Regions from separate parts of the Mus musculus genome. Here region 1 is linked to region 2. The links are chromatin contacts, called in public promoter capture Hi-C maps. All regions are on one chromosome and are shown on one strand. Each heading gives the region's core, a stretch centred on a gene start, on an enhancer-like site or on the middle of the called end of the contact. The rest is flanking DNA. Distances are from core to core; before and after follow the strand shown.

Region 1 (3,038 bases), core at 252-2,751, 300 kb before region 2:
ATGTGGTTACTGGGAATTGAACTCAGGATCTCTGGAAGAGCTATCAGTGCTCTTAACCACTGAGCCATCTTTCCAGCCCCGCCCCTCTTCCCCTTCTCCTTCCCCTTCCCGGAGGGCAGCCATCTTAGGTTCAGATCCTACCTTGGGAGCGCTGTGGTCCAGCTGCTTCCTAGCTGGACAGAGACACCTCTCATGTCCCCTCTGCACCAAGCTGTCAATTCTGCAATAAACAAGAAGCATTTAAATCAGCATCTAAATGTCACTTGGCCAAGTCTGACCTGGGCAGAGAACCTGGTGCGACAGCCAAATACAACAGATACACCCGAGGCTGGATAACTAATGACGCAGCACTTTCTCCTGAACAAAGAAAGATGCTAACAACACATTACCTGTCAGAGAGCACTTTTCAGATCGTTCCTCCAAGCTCTGATAAACGGCAGCGACTCCAAAAGGTTTTTTATCCCATCTCCTGCCAAAGAACCTCAAATGGAAAAATGCTGGCTAACTGGCTAACCGCTGGCTTCAAAGACCTCAGCCATATGAAATCTACCTGCCCCCACTCGAAGACCAACTTACGTTCAAAATGAGAAATCGGTTTCATTCATACCACAGGGCATAGCTACCATACAGCCAGGCACTAGGGTTCAAAATAAGACAAGCAGCCAGATCTGCCTTTGCAACTTCCCTACCTGGGAATGAAGGAACTAGTTCACAAAGGACCTGAGGTCTTTATGGCCTGAGTCCAGACTCCCAAGCTTTCCTGCACAGGGTCTTTGCTAGGCTGACCTCTGAACCTGGGTGAATTCCACACTACCCCTCTGCTGGTGCCCATAGGTAGGCTAAAATTAGGTGGCACTCAGGCTTCAAGGTGCACCCGCAGCACTTACCGGGATACTTGCTTCCTGGATGGTGGCACCCACCAGTGAGTGCGGAGAGTGGGGAGAGGGGTGTTGGCTGCCGCAGGTTTTGCGTCGTCATCCTTGGTGTCAAGAGGGCCTTGCGGCAAAGGCTCATCTGGGAAACAGCCCTTGGGAAAGGGTTCAAAGCAAGGCGCCACACAGGAGTCCTAGCATCCCGTCCTAGGGTCCTGGGCTTATCAGCTTGGAAGGACGCAGGTCAACAGTCCGAGAACCCTGTGTAAGAAAGGACAAGAGGCTTCGCATGCCTCATGAACCTCACCTGGGTTCAGCCCCCAACCCTCCACCTCCGCCCGGACACTAGCACTGCGTCCCCTGGTCTTTCTCTCCTACCGGCTCCCTCCCCTAAGGCTGGGCGTAAGCTCAACTGTAGCCCACCGACCCTGCAAGGCGGAAGTCCCAGCCTACCAACGATCTCTTTTCCAGTACTCCAGGAGGTCCATAGCTCTCAAGGGTTGGAGGATCACGCCTGCACCCTAGCTTCCCGGCTCCTGGGTTTATCCGGTTAAAGAAGACTGGAGGTCTTGGAAGCGGCCAAGAGCGCAGAGCCGAGGTGACTTGCCTAGCAGGCTGAGTGCGTGAGTGAGTGCCGCAGTGCGGGACTGCGCAGGACACTCCCCGAAAACCGCAGTGTCTGCCCAGCTGCGGCTGCGCGCGCTGCAGTCTCCAGCTTCGCCTTTGCGCAACTGGCCAGTGGGCGTGGCTCTGCAGCGTCCCCTGCAGGAGTAGAACCGAAATGCTTACTGCGCCATCGAGGCTCTCCTTCCTTAGTCCTAGCTTCCATTCTTCCGATCAGTCCATGCATCCATTTTGCCAGAAAATATGTGCAGAACGCCAGCTTCCTCTCATCCCATTAGTCATCTATCATACTGACCCACCTGCCTTCTTATGTATCTATTCATCTGCATGCATCTGTCTGCCTGTCCATCCATCCATCCATCCATCCATCCATCTATCCATATACTCATCTAGCTTTGCATCCACCCATAATATCGTATCAAGGGCCAGACTACGCACTAAAAAATAAAAGGAATAAGACAAACATGATCCATAACTCGGCTATATTTTAATCAGTATGATAAACAAATAGGCCAGAAAATTCAACCACTAAAAATCATAAGTGCAGGGCTGGAGAGATGGCTCAGTGATTAAGAGCGCTGACTGCTCTTCCAAAGGATCCGGGTTCAATTCCCAGCACCCAGATGGAAGCTCATAACTGTGACTCCGAAAATCTCACACCCTTACACAGACATATATGCAGACAAAAAACTATTGCACATAAAATAAAATAAATGTTAAAAAAAAACCATAAGCACTACAAATGAAATAGTGGTAGGCAGATTGTGACAGTGGTGACCTATTTATTTATCCAGCGTAGACATCAGGGCTGTCTCTGAAGAGAAGACAGTCTAAAGCCTGATGGAAAATAAGGAATGAATTATGGAATGTTCAGTATACTATATCCAGGAGGGTTTGCACAAAGTGAAGTAGAGACATCAAGCTCATGCAAGTGGCTCAGCAGTGCTTCTTGTTTTAGTTTGACTTGCCTTTCTTGAGACAGGGTCTCTATTTAGTCTTAGCTGTCCTGGAACTCACTACATAGACCAGGCTAACTTTGAAGAATTCACAAAGATCCTCCTGCCTTTGCCTTCTGAGTGATGGGATTAAAGCTGTGTGCTACCATGCCCGGCTGTTTCATGTGCCCTTTTTTAAGAGTTAGGTTGATGTGTGTGTGTGTGTGTGTGTGTGTGTGTGTGTGTGTGTGTGTGTTTGGTAGGCACACATGTCATGGTGCACATTTAGATATTGGAAGACCGCTTCTGAGTTGGTCTCTTCTACCACGTGGTCCTGGAGTGGTTTTTGGTTTGGTTTGTTTTTTTTCTGAGACAGGATTTCTCTGTGTAGCCCTGGCTGTCCTAGAAATCACTCTGTAGACCAGGCTGGCCTCAAGGCCTCAAACTCAGAGATCTGCCTACCTATGCTGGGATTAAAGGCACGTGCTACCACTGCCTGGCAGGTTGTCATTCCTGAGGACACATGCCTTTACTGGTTTCACCATCTAGTCCAGTCTAGCCATGTCATCCCAGTATGATACGACTCTGATACCTTGATCTCAATGCA
Region 2 (3,121 bases), core at 177-2,676:
ATAAATGCTGTCACGGTCTATCAAAGCATTCAAGAACAAGCCCAAGCAAAACTACCCCATGTGTAACTTCAGTTCAGTTCACATTTCTATTCTTTCCTGTTTTGACACTCCCCAAGGTAGGGGAGTGTACTCCCCACTCCAGCCCCGAGGGAACTTCCCAGTGTCCTGGTTTTAAGCAGGGCAATAAGAGCTCAGGAAAATCAAAGACTCTCATGCCTTTCCTCTTAGCAGTGTGTGGTCCTCGAGCTGTTGCTGAAAGGCTCCCTTGGAGAACAGTGTGCGTCACAACTCCTGCCTCCTCCACAATGAGACCTGTGGCGATGTGAATAAAAATGGCCCTCTCAGGCTCATATATTTGAATCCCTGGTCACTAGAGAGTGGCACTAGTAGAGGAGGGTTAGGAGGTGTGGCTTTATTGTCGGTGTAGCCTTTGCAGGGGAAGTGTCTCACTGCGGGTGGACTTTGAGGTTTCAAACGCCCATGCTAGGCCCAGTTCTCTCTGCCTGTGGATTAGGATATATCTCTTAGCTATTGCTCTAGTGTCATGTGTGCCACCATGTTCGCTGCCATAATGAACTAAGCCTCTGAAACTGTAGACAAACCCCCAGTTAAATGCTTTCTCTTTTAAGCGGTGCCTTGGTCATGACATCTCTTCACAGTGATAGAACAGTGACTATCACCCAGCAGTTTCCTGTGAGTAGGCCCACTAGGAGCACTCTGATTCCCAAAGGATGAAGTTTTCCTGGCTCTTTAGCACTCCAAAAGCCACTTAAACAGGGCAAGGACAGAATCCACAGGCTATTTATTCAGAGTCTCCTATGCTTGTGTGTGATCCTGACCCAGGCATGGGAGTCTACTACTCATGCCTCCCTGTTTGGTCCATGCATTTAAGAGATTAGGAGTCACACCATCAACACCCCAGGATGCTGTTGCTGCAGTGAGTTTACTAGCCGTGGTCTCTCTGGCAGCTGCCCCCCACCCTCCACCTACAATACAAGGTCTTTGTTGCTCTCATTCTTCGCTGGTGCCTTCCCTAAGAAGCCTAGGCAAACCCAACAGTCCCACCCACATGCTTCCTACTTGGGCATACTTCAGTCCCTAGCTGCAGCCGCCAGCCTGCCCACTGAACATCAGTGCAGAACCCTGAAACGGGTCACATCACATCTGACCTTCTGCCACCACCGGAGTCAAGATCCAGGGGACTGTGATGAGCTTCTAGAGTCTCTGTGGCTGCCAAGCAATGTTTCAAATACAGATAGCCTAAGGTGTGTTCTGAGATAATGTCTAGGATTTATGCTCTTGGCAAAGCCTTGGAGTCTTGCCTCACAGCCACAAAGTACAGGAGAAAGTGCACTAACAGCACTGGCTAACACTGTGAACTCAGGGATCATGGCACAGTGAACAAAGCGTTGAGGGAGCAGGGCCTTCCACATTCTTTGCCTTTTATGGCCAGGGCAGTGAGCCAGACCTGACATGCTACAGATGAGCTCTGGGGTAAGAGGTTAAAATGACAGTGACCTTTCTACAGCAATTTCATTTTTGAAACAAACAAAATTGTGTTTCCTCTAGCAACTCACCTAAAAAATGCTGACCCGAATATAAGCTTTTTCAAACCCACTCTTCCCCTGGCTAGAGTGTTTATATAAGTACTAACACTGGGGTGGCCTGAATGCTGAAAAGCAGCTATGGGGCACCATGGCTGTCTCCTTTATCATATTTTGCTGTGATAAATATGGGACATAGGGCACAGCTCCTCCTAGGTGAAAATCATGTGCAATGCAGTTCATGAAGGGCCTTGCTTTAAATAATGGTGGTACCACACTGAATGTAACTCCAAGAGCTACTTTGTAACATAGAGAAGCTGGCTTTTGAGCCTCTGGAGTGCAGCACTTACCTAGCGTGCACAAGGACACAGCTCCAATGCCAGGACCAGGAAGTGGGAAAAGAAAAAGGAAGTAAACTTTTACCTGGATGTGGTCTAACCTAGCCGAGGCCCTCTCAGGCCTCAGAAGGCTCATCCTTCAATGCTCACAGGACCTGCTCTTACAATCAGAAACCTCAGCAAGCACATCTGTTCAGCCATCATCTGGCTGAAAGAACAGCACCTATATCTTCATACTGGAAATAAGAATGCTGCTTCAAATTTTCTGTCACAGATCCATGTAGAACAAAAATCGTCACTAACCTGTCCCTCTCTCCCTGCCAGCTCCAGGGCAGCTACCACATTTCAGAAGGATACATTCTGGGGATCAGAGCAGGGCTGGAGCTGCTGAGTAAGACGCTGGGGAAGATACAAGGAGAAGAAGACACTGTGGCTGCATCCCCACGTCTGCGGACTGGTCAGCTTAATCACTAAAGCCATTGACAAGCATGCACAGAGAACCTTCTAAAAGGACAAATGGCAAATGAGTACAGAGGAATGTCCTCTGGACACCCATCCATCTGTCACATGACAGTGGGCTTCTTAAACACTGGAACATACACAAACTTTTTCTGGGCCCTTCTTTTTCCTCTGGGGACCCTCAAGTGTTTCGACAAAAACCCCAGTCTTGGGGCTCGAGGGATGGCTTGGAGGTTAAGAGCACCTGCTGCTCTTTCTGAGGATCTGGGTTCAATTCCTAGCACCAACATAGTGGCTCATAACCATCTGTAACTCTAACTCCAGGGAATCTGACACACTCCTCTGGCCACTGTAGGTTCCAGGCGTGAACATGATGCACAGATGTATATGGAGACAAAACATGCATACCCATAAAAAATATTTACAACAAACAAACAAACAAAAAATCCAACACACATATCTGATAGGGATTTTCATAAACAGGGCAAGCATACAAAGTTACATGTCTATACAGACACTGAGAACATTGTAACGGATAAAAACAAAATACTTTTAAGACTAGGCAATTCCTGATAATTTTAATGTGGTGAAAAAACAAAACAAAACAAAAAAACCCTAGACATTTACAATTTGAAGTGGTAGGCCTATAATCCCAGCTATTTGGGAGTCTGAAATAACAGGATCCTAAGTTCAAGGTCAGGTTGAACTACAAAGGAGTTTAAGGCTAGCCTCAATTGAAGAAGGAATTCCAAGGCCAGCCTGGGTAACCTAGTAAAATCC

Evidence for each region. Promoter capture Hi-C pulls out the DNA fragments that hold promoters and counts their contacts.
Region 1: a promoter capture Hi-C map of liver shows a contact between it and region 2, with 2.0 times the contacts expected there. The contact joins the promoter of Snhg11 here to the enhancer-like site in region 2. A contact is called at or near these places in 2 of 39 promoter capture datasets (liver and neural stem cells), 2 of 115 datasets of contacts at active chromatin or transcription factors (acute myeloid leukemia and bone marrow-derived macrophages) and 1 of 9 other capture datasets (adipose tissue).

Annotation. Positions count from the first base shown.
Region 1 is chr2:158,374,176-158,377,213 of GRCm38.p6, reverse strand. Snhg11 (small nucleolar RNA host gene 11) reads right to left here and starts at 1,501. Exons shown (of 5, transcript NR_164123.1): 1 at 1,326-1,501; 2 at 888-1,133; 3 at 142-220.
Region 2 is chr2:158,069,721-158,072,841 of GRCm38.p6, reverse strand. All of the region lies in intron 6 of Rprd1b (regulation of nuclear pre-mRNA domain containing 1B), which reads right to left. It overlaps 2010009K17Rik (RIKEN cDNA 2010009K17 gene), which reads left to right. Exons shown (of 4, transcript NR_040609.1): 4 at 2,207-2,478. Among named protein-coding and RNA genes, the nearest start is that of 2010009K17Rik, 21 kb to the left of the region's middle. Within about 2 kb of position 1,426, at least 37 of the 459 cell types and tissues checked have an H3K27ac peak or open chromatin away from gene starts, as enhancers often do. A contact at or near this core is called in adipose tissue and liver, where this site is marked.